Regions from separate parts of the Macaca mulatta genome. Here region 1 is linked to region 2. Evidence: chromatin contacts called from public Hi-C data. All regions are on one chromosome and are shown on one strand. Each heading gives the region's core, a stretch centred on a gene start, on an enhancer-like site or on the middle of the called end of the contact. The rest is flanking DNA. Distances are from core to core; before and after follow the strand shown.

What was found. Hi-C and Micro-C count contacts between places; a contact is called where the count stands out from the background.
Region 1: a Hi-C map of fetal cortex germinal zone shows a contact between it and region 2, with 5 times the contacts expected there. The contact joins the promoter of NCAM1 here to the promoter of LOC693603 in region 2. A contact is called at or near these places in 2 of 14 Hi-C or Micro-C datasets (fetal cortex germinal zone and fetal cortical plate).

Annotation. Positions count from the first base shown.
Region 1 is chr14:113,712,558-113,718,009 of T2T-MMU8v2.0, reverse strand. It overlaps NCAM1 (neural cell adhesion molecule 1), which reads right to left and starts at 1,759. Exons shown (of 19, transcript XM_077964293.1): 1 at 1,515-1,759. The coding sequence starts at 1,566.
Region 2 is chr14:113,034,390-113,039,342 of T2T-MMU8v2.0, reverse strand. LOC693603 reads right to left here and starts at 3,202. Exons shown (of 4, transcript XM_077964286.1): 1 at 2,588-3,202. The coding sequence starts at 3,070.

The DNA of each region.
Region 1 (5,452 bases), core at 510-3,009, 680 kb before region 2:
GCCGCAATAAAAGCCTCTCGCGGCTTCCCGCCCAGCCAGCCTCGCGCTGATTGGTCGCCATGGGAGGGAGCCGAGTTGGCTGGAGGCGGCGGCCGAGCGCTGCTCCTGTGCCGCCCGCGAAGGGGGCTCACTGGGTGCTCCCTGACCCGCCCCTTGCGCTCCCCAGCCCGCCCTGTGCGCTCCCCAACCCGCCCCGTGCGCTCCCCAACCCGGGCTCGGCAGTCCAGAGAAGGTACAACGGCACCTGGCAGCGGCAACCTCGACACACAGCCCCTCCGCCCGGCTTTCCTCAGTCGCTTCCCAGCACACGCCCCCCCGCCCAGAATGTCCGCCCAACCCACCCAGCTCTCTGCGGCCCCTGCTTTTCTTCCTCCCCTCCCGTCCATCAGAGCCAAAGCGCAAATCCTTGGGTGGAGGTGGGGGGATGACAGCTGGAGGGGAGGGTGGGCACGCACAGAAGAATTTTCCAGGGAGACCGGGATGGAAATAGCCAAAATGAAATGCACCTCCCTCCCCGCTGCCGAGGTTCTCTGGGCGGCGGCGCAACCCCCGCCACCCGCGGCAGCATCACTACTGTCTTCCTCCCAGCTCCCTATTGTTCACACTTTGCCAGGATCCAGAACCTCGCCCAAAGAAAGGAGACAGGGCGAGGTGTTTCGGGCGGCTACCTGCCATTCTTCTCCCGCCCCGTGCAACACTGGGCACGCGGCGCGTGTAAAGGCACACGCGCGCGCACACACGCGCGCACACACCAGGCAGACCCGATCACGCCCTCCTCGCCCTCCGCCCCTCCGCACTTCCTCCTGTCAAAACGCGGCGCTCGACCCTCCCATCCTTCAGTGCTCGCGGCCGAGGGTAGGCTTTGCAACTAACCAGCAATTTGGCAAATGAAAAACTAACGTCATATCGACTGGGGTGCAACAACGGCCACATAGCCCTGCTATTCTGCCCATTTCGCCCCATTTTGCAAACCGTTATTCGGCTGGGGCGGGGGAGGCAAAGCAGCGATCCTGACTTTATTAGACCCGGGGATATAACGATCTGGGGCGGCTGCCCTAGCCTTATTGTTCACTCTTCCCGGAGCCGGGGCTGACAAGCCCCTTCCCCCTCGGAATCCGAGCCCGTGCAGCGGCACCACCCGAGCCGCGACGTCCCCCGCCCCGCCGCCCGCCTTTGGGGAAGGAGCGCTGCCCATCACCAGCGCGGCCGCTGAGCCCCCAGGAGCCGACTGGCTCTGCTCCCACCGCCGCAGGCGCACAAAGTGGGAAGGGCGGACGCGCCAGAGGGGCGCCGGGCGCTGGCGGCGCGGGGAGGCAGCTCCCGTGCAGCGCAGCCCGGGAGGGAGCGGGGTTCGGCTGGGCAGCAAGGGCGACGCGCTCCTTTCACAGCTAAACGCAAATGACCAGCCTTAGCAGTCCACGTAAAACCACCCAAAATAATAGCGTTCCTCCTAGGAGTAGGAGGAAGGGGTAATTAGCAAACCAGATTGAGAATAAAAAAAAAAAAAAATGTACCTGCCGTTCCCAGGAAAAACAAAGTCCAGATGAGATCCTTAGTTTGCAGCATTGTAATCTGCTGGCTGGGAGGGATGTTCTTGCCGCGGTAAATTCTGTGCCCCCTCCCTTGCAGCGAGTGTGGACGGCGGCAGAGCGACAGACTTAGGGGCAGACAATTGCCAGGCTGAGTATGATTATTTTTGCAGAATTGTTTCCTGCCAGCGGCAGCCGAGCTGCGTTCACGCGCTGATCGGAGAATGAGTGACAGTCCCAGCCTCAGCACACTCGCAACTCGGAGATCCTTGCGCTGGCCCGGGTTCGTTTTGATGGAACTGGGATGGGAGCGAGGAGCGGTGGGGGGGCGGGGGTGAGAACCTCACTGTGTCCTTCCACCACGCCGGCCACAAATAGTGCCGAACATCAAGGAGGTAAGAGAGACAGGGAAGGCAGATGCGGAAGCCTGCAAAACGCGGCCTGGAGCTTTCGGGGGAGCCGGGCTCTTTCACACGCAGTCTCCCAGGGAGAGCTGGGATTTCTTTTCACACTTCTCCCCTACGCCTTCGCAGGCGCTCCTGCCACCCAGCCTTCCCTAATCAGCAGTTTGCATATTTTGATAACTAGTAAATAATAGAAGAAAATTTTAGATTTAAAGTTATCAAATCCCTCCATTTCGATTCTAAGATTCTTGCAACACAAGGATAGCCCAGGACTTAATTTTAAGTGCGGGAAATTAGAACTTTGGAGAGGGATGGGGGTTGCCGTTGCTGGGTGTTGTTTTGATATTGTTTGTTTGTTTGTTTGTTTTATCCTGACTGTGAAGTTTGCTGTCCCACAGGGAGACATACAACACCCTTCAGCAGATCCCCTGGGAAGGAGGTGGGAAGAGACTTGAGTTAGAAGAAAACTCAGATGTTTGGAAGGGATTTCCAGAAATAACCCAAAGAAAATGTTTTCCTGTTTATATAAATTCTGAAATCTGTGGTCTCTTTATTAAAATAGCCAGGGCTTTTATATAGATATTATGATATAGAAGCAACATTAAATAATATTTTCTTACATGGGGACATGACCTTAATTCTTAAAGATATTAATGTAGAATATTACTGAGGTACCAACACTACTGAGGTACCAACACAATAGGCTTTAATTAAAATTCCAGCTGTGTTTTCAAAAGTAGGGGGTGGAGGGAGCAGGGTGAAAAGAAACATGTCTCAGCACCTGAAGGCTTGGGTGTGTAAGGAACTAATGTGAGGAAGGTGTTCTAGATGTCAGGTTAACCTATTAGCCTAGAACACAGAAACCCTCTAACAGAGGAAGTCTGCATAAGTTCAAAGGCACTAAAGCACTAATATTACCGGGTACGCCCTTTTTCTTCAAAGGTCGGCCTCCCCACTCCTGTAGCAGATTTTTTGTTTTTTGTTTTGTTTTGTTTTTGTTTTGTTTTTTTGAGACGGAGCCTCGCTCTCTCGCCCAGGATGGAGTGCAGTGGCGCCATCTCTGCTCACTGTAACTTCCGTTCCGATTCAAGCCATTCTCCTGCCTCAGCCTCCTGAGTAGCTGGGACTACAGGCGGGCGCCATCACATCCAGCTAATTTTTGTATTTTTAGTAGAGACAGTGTTTCACCATGTTGGTCAGGCTGGTCTCGAACTCCTGACCTCATTATCTGCCCACCTCAGCCTCCTAAAGTGCTGTGATTACAGGCGTGAGCTACCGCGCCCAGCCCCTGTAGCAGTTTTTAAAAGTCCATCCTCTGCTGGCAGACCATCCATCCTCCCTTACTGGACAGGCCCTATCTCTTCCCTGCTTTCCTCCTCTATAATAGACCAAGTGGGCCACACCAGTACAGTGTAATTAGCGGGGACCCCTGAAAAGTGTTTCTTCCCCCAAGTAAATCTTCCACAACGTTTACTTTGGGCTATTTCTTTCATACCAAGTATAAACAATTCAAAAATACAGAAAAGTAGAACTAAAAATAACCCCAAATCCCACGGATTCCAGAGATACTCATAGATTTTGTCTTCTGTATGTGCATATGATTTTTATAATTGACATATTATAGTAGCAATTCGAATCCTGCTATTTTTGCCTAACATTAGTATAAGCATTTATTCCTCTGGATCATTAAAAAGCTTTTCTAGATATTTTTATAGCTATGTAATATTTCTTCATATGGATGATTTTGCAATGGCTTCCCCATTTTTGGATACTTGTATTGTTTGTGGAGTTTGATAATATAAATAATGCTTTTTTGAACATCTTTCAACAAATATTTGTGGAGCAACCACTGGGTTTAGCCCTGTGCTGGATGCAGTGAATTATATACGTCTTTTTTTAATGGTTGCTGTACTTATGTGTCTTTAATTTCAGACTTCTGCTTCTAACATCTAAAATCACCACATTAAATATTACAGATTTATGTAAATGAATGTTATCAGACTCTTTCCTTTAAAAAGAGGTTTTGATAGTGAGGAAAGATAGAGAGAACAGGCAGGGGATGGAGTGGAGAGAGTGAAGGTTGGGGCCCCCCAAAATAAAAATTTTTCCAGTTTTGCCCCTAAGAGTGAGAGACACATCCTTCCCTGCAAACCTCCCTCCTTATAGTCCATGTCAGTAGAATTAAAAGACTCCTCACTATTTTTCTCCCCAGATGTCCCTATTTTTAGCTTTTCAGTGTAGACAAGTGTGGAAATCCAATCTCACTTCAGCATGACTGAATTTCTTTTTCTTCCCCTCTCTCTCTCCAGCCCCTCCCTACCCCTACCCCATGTGGTTGTTGACCTCTGTTGTAATGATTCATTCTAGAATGCTGCCCCAGTCATTCCAGTCCACACTCCCGGTTTCTCTCCCAAGTTCTTTTAACAGGTTGTGTCACTTGTCTCCAATTCTGTGTATCTCTGCTGGTCAGTGCCTACATCTGTAAGCTCTGTATTGCGTTCAATCCCTCCCTGATCCTCATTTTAAAATGGGACAAAACTGTGACTCTCACTGGACCTCTCTCCCCAGAGAGAGGCCCGGGCTGTCAGGCACACATTAATGAGCATCTACAAAGTGAACATCCATGGGATTGAGGCAGAGGAAGGAGACTCCAGACTGTGCATTAGAGAGAAAATTATTTAGAGAGGAAGCAGAGAAAGGTCTAAGAAGACAGCCACAGCAAGGAGATGAGCTAGGAGGCCATGATAACTCTGGATGGGGTGACAGGGCCTAATTAAGAAAGCGACAGTGGGGTGGCCGGGCGCGGTGGCTCATGCCTGTAATCCCAGCACTTTAGGAGGTCGAGGTGGGTGGATCACAAGGTCAGGAGTTCAAGACCAGCCTGGCCAATATGGTGAACCCTTGTCTCTGCTAAAAATACAAAAAAAATAGCCGGGCCTGGTGGCACGTGCCTGTAATCCCAGCTACTTGGGAGGCTGAGGCAGGAGAATTGCTTGAATCCAGGAGGCAGAGGTTATGGTGAGCCAAGATCATGCCACTGCGCTCCAGCCTGGGTGATAAAGCGAGACTCTGTCTCAAAAAAAAAAAAAAAAAAAAAGTGACAGTGGGAAAAGAAGCAAAAAGGGGCCCAGATTTGCAATTCCAAGATAAGATAAGAACAGCTAGACTTGGGAATTGTGTGAAGATGGAAGTATGAGGCACAGGAAGAAATCCAAGTTCCTTTCATTCATTCAACAAATGTTTATGGAGTCTCAACTAAGTGCCTGGCACTGCTCTAGACATTGGGGATGTAGCCCGGGACAAAGTAGAGCCTTTGCCCACATGGGCTTTCCTTTTTATGGGGGAAGACAGAGAATAAATCATTAAACATGTAGTAGTGTACAGGTGGTGAGAAGTGCTAAGGAAAACAATAATGAGAGAGAAGAATTCTGGGGCGGAGAGGGATTACCATTTTGTTTAGTGGATCTATATGGGTGTACATGACAGAGATCTCGAGAAAGTGATGACTGCTAAGGGTCC
Region 2 (4,953 bases), core at 1,953-4,452:
TTTAAAAAGAAGACGATAGCTGTGGAAGACCAGGAATAGAGATTGAGCCTAAGAGTTATGTTTCTGAAGAAGAATCTAGAACAATCAAAAGAGAACCAATAACTGAAGATATAATTAAAGAAAACTTTCCAAAAAGGGACAGAAAGGGGAAACAGAGAAATGGACTCAGTTCACCAGGTTCCAGGTAAAAGTAACCAAGAGACGCTCAAATCCAGAAATATCCTGAGAAGTTTTTAAATTACAAGCAAATTTTTAAGTGTTTTCTATGTACATCCAACCAAAAGAAAAATGAAGTAAGGAGGGAAGGAAGGGAGGAAGGAAGGGAGGGAGGAAGGGAGGGAGGGAGGGAGGGAGGGAGGGAGGAAGGGAGAGAGGGAGGAAGGGAGAGAGGGAGGAAGGGAGAGAGGGAGGAAGGGAGGAAGGGAGGGAGGAAGGAAGGGAGGGAGAGGGGAGGGAGGGAGGAGGGAATGAAGGAGGGAGGCAAGGAGGAAGGAAAGAAGGAAGGAAGGAATGAAGGAAGGAAGGAAGAAAGGAAAGAAGGGAAGAAGGGAAGGAGGGAAGGAGGGAGGGAGGGAAGGAGGGAGGGAGGGAGGAAGGAGGGAGGGAAGGAGGAAGGGAGGGAGGGAAGGAGGAAAGAAGGGAGGGAGGAAGGAAGGAAGGAGGGAGGGAAGGAGGGAGGGAGGGAGGGAGGGAGGAGGAAGGGAGGGAGGGAGGAAGGAAAGAAGGAAGGAAGGAAGGAAAGAAGGGAAGAAGGCAAGGAGGAAGGGAGGGAAGGAGGGAGGGAGGGAGGGAGGGAGGAAGGGAGGGAGGGAGGGTGGGAGGGAAGGAAGGAGAAAGAAGGAATGAAAATTGTGCTGACCTCTGTCTCTACTACAATGGAGGAGTAGCTTACAGAGTTTTGATATGGAAAACACTTAGATGAAAATTTTACTCACAAATAAGTTTAGTTTTTGAGGACAGACAACCAAAAGAGCTCAGAATGTCTGCCACTCACATATTCTTTAAATCACTTTAAAATATATTTCAACTGCCCAAACGATGACTTAAAATTACTCAAGAATGGAAAAAATAGAGTGTCAAAGGACTAGCAGTGAGTGTTGAAGCCAATTACACACAGAGAGTTGGTCTAAAATAGTTGTTTAACTATGGTTACAAGACAGAATATGTGTCAAAAATACCCTAGAATCAAGAGACATACAACATCAAAAAACAATGCATGAATAATCTGATCCCAAGTCCATAAACTAATCAGCTTTCAAATAGGAAAGGAGAACAGAGGGAATTAAAAGTGTACAGAATTCATCCTACACAGTTGTGAGCTTAAAAATACCATTTTATTCTTGACTTTAACAACCAGAGAAATATTGATTGGTGCTCACATCCATTTTTAGAAACTCATTACGTAGGAGAGTAGGGGCCTGTCCTTTAAAAGATAAAACCTCACTCCTGCCTCAAGGTATTTACAGTTTGAAGATCTCTAACCAACACACAGGATAGGTTTCAATTTGTTACAAGAATAAACAAATGTCAACGTCCTTGAAGAATTTAAGGTTTTATGCGGAACCAGTCCTCAAATGCCGTTTCAATGTTACTGCCCACCAGCATTTTCCATTCCTTCTGGTAAAGCCTCCTAAAGCCTGGTATGAAAGGACGGCAGTTCCTGGTCACTGTGGTGCCCTCTGTACCTGACAGCAGGGTCCCCTTGATGTCAGTCTGCATTGTGACAATCCATGAACCGGACTGCCCTTGTTTAACAGCATCACTGGTGTCACTGAGAATGAGACACACAGATTTGGACTGCAGGGAAGCTCTCACAGTAACCATTACACACAGAGCACCAAGACCTGAAATCAGTACACAAATACCAGATATTTTCCTTCCAGAATTTAATTTAATGCTCACAATCACCATCCAAGTAGGCGGCATTTTTCCCATTTTACAGATAAGAAAACTGAAGTTTAGAAAGGCTGTTTTCCAGAATTACAGAGCCAGTCAACAGATGGCAGACAGGGGTCTCCAAGCAAGGAATTTCTGGCTCCAAAGTTCACGGTACCCTACCACACTATTTTCTTAATTCAAAGAAAGAAGTTACAAGGAACGGAAATGGAGATAATAATTTTGCAATTTATTACAGCACTAGTAAAGATGCTGCCTCTTTTACAAAGTAATAATCCAATGGACTGAACTAATCATACTGTGCTAGTACCCCGTTAACCCTCTCTAAAACATTCACAAAGTGGATACGACGTAGGGCTGCTCCAGGGCCAATGAGTTTTCTCTCTAAAGTAAAATTCCCAGGGAGCGCTCTGGTCTCTAAGGCTTGATTAGCAAGTACCAATTAATGCGCCTTCAGTCCTCTTTGTGTCTTGAGCACTGAGGGCTAACCCTTGCCTTGCCGACAAAGATGAGATGAAATCATTGACTCACCCTAAAGACCTCAAGTTCTAATGCACTGCTCCCTCCCAGGGCCTTGAATTGAGAACAATCTTTAGGACAAAAGACTGCATCTCTAATAGTGAAATTTTAGACGTCAGCAAAGGAGATATTTTTAAGTCACACATAGACACACAAATTTTCCACGTCACACCTTATTGAGACAGTGGTTCCTCATCTGGTGCCGAGGACCGCGGCTCACCTCGGTGTTACCCAACTTAACGTCTTGCCCCGCCACAAACCATGGGTACAGACCAAACCAGGGCGTGCAATGCCCGGAAGACTGGTCCAACCCCGGCGCCCAGGCCTGCAACCCCTGGGAGGCGTGGGCGACCACTGCCAGCACCCCGACGCTGTCGCTGCGTCCCCGCGGCTCCCCCTCTCCGGGGTCCGCCCGGCCAACCCAGGCGCCCGCAGCAGGGACCACGCCCGCCCGAAGCCGGCGCGTCCCCGCCCCCCGGGACGCACCGTGGCTGCCAGAGGGCCGCTGCTGCCACCTCGCGGCGGCGTCTCCCCGAACCGCGCTCAGCCGCCACGCCCAGAAACCGCCCCCCAAAGGACGCTCGGGTCCGAGTCCAGTGGGCCTGGGAGGTGGTGACTCCTGGCAGGGGCTTCCTACGGAAGGAATCGTCTTCATCTCGGGTCACTCACGCCGCGCACCCAGACTGGAGGTGGAGATGAACGCTTCCAGCACCGACCTCCCCCAGGGTTCCAACGGACACGTAATCCACGCCCCTTCCCCGTCTGGGGATCCGAAAAAGCCACACAACCTGGCCCCAGACACAACGTATAACAACTAGGACCCCAGGATCTGGGCAGACCGGCTCTATTTGGGCCATCCTGGATGCCTGAAGAATGCGAGTTGGAGCGGAGATCTTTGAACTCAGATTCAAATGTGAGACCCACTGAATTAGAATCCCCTGGGCAGAGGCCAGGGAACTATTTTTGCAAAGTTCCCCCAGGTGATCCTAATGGTCAGGCAGGTTGGGGACCCTCCCAGTTACAAAATCTAGATGACCTTTTCAGGTTACCCACACATGCACAGAAACACACACCCCTGAGTCTATGAAAAGGCAACAATATAAGGTTGTGTGCTTGAAATGAGAAAGATTTCATGACAGCTCATCACCTAGCCCCTGAGTTTCCAACCTTGTCCGTTTATCATGCCCTTAATGTCTCAATGCTTTTTTTCACAGTAACCCTAGGCCTAAAGAAATACCTAACTGTTCTGTGTATTAAGTAGCTAGACCCAAAGTAAGAAGTATTTCTGTCCTAACAACTTAGTAGCTACTACAAAAAATAATGCATATAAAATAGGAAAAAAAATTATCTTATTCTTAGCCACAACTTCTCACTAATGGGATGTGTGTCCTTTTTGGGCACCGCGCAACTTCTCGAACCTTGGAATTGGATTAGGCACTGCCACCCTCACTCCCTATTCTATACTGATTTTTCCCATAGTACATGTTTTATGTCATAGCAAATGACAAAAACTGAAAATATAGCTTCTGAAAAATATGGTTTTATCAAAAAACATGTAGGGCAGGCTGGGCGTGGTAGCTCACACCTGTAATCCCAGCACTTTGAGAGGCCAAGGCAGGTGGATCACTTGAAGTTAGGAGTTCCAGACCAGCCTGGCCAACATGGTGAAACCCCATCTCTACTAAAAATACAAAAATTAGCTGGGTGTGGTGGCACGTGCCTGTATTCTCAGCTACTCAGGAGGCTGAGGCAGGAGAATCTCTTAAACCTGGGAGGCGGAGGTTGCAGTGAGCCAAGATCGCACCACTGCACTCCAGCCTGGGCAACAGAGTAAGACACCATCTCAAGGAAAAAAAAAAAAAAAATGTAGGGCAATCTAATGTTGAGTCTGCAAGCTATCCTGCACTGCTTAGTAGTTTGCATGGAGAACAACAGAAGTTGAGTGTTGCCTTTGACCTTTAAAATATCCCAAAGAGCCCCTCCGAATTCACAGCAGCACCAAGAACACCTCAGCACAGAGTTAGGGAACATGCATGGACCTCGCTCCTGCTCCTCTCCTCATCCCATACTCCCCAGGGTTCACAGTGCTCCTGCAAGCATCTTCTTTCTTGCCAAATGCTTTCCTACCTCAGCACATTGTGCCATTGCTCTTCTCTCTGCCTGGAATGCTCTTCCTCGGGTCTCCGCAGGCCCAGCTCCTTCTTGGCCTCCAGGTCTTGGTTCAAGGACCACCGTGCTCCCTAAAGCCTCTTCAGGCCTCCCACCAAATCACTTCTATCCTATGGGCCTGTTTCCTTTTCTCTGTAGCTTTTATCACTATCTGAAGTTATCCTGCTTAGTTTACTTACTTATTTTCAAGCTTCCCCACCAGAATGTGAACTTGATGAGAATAGAGACTTGTTCATTACTGTTTCCCCAGAACCTGGAACAATGCTTAGCAATAGGTGGACAATAAATAATTGTTCAATGAATGACTGCAGCCACTACACTCAGCTCAGGGAGATAAAAGGTAGGAAGAATGTGCTTTACATGTGCTAT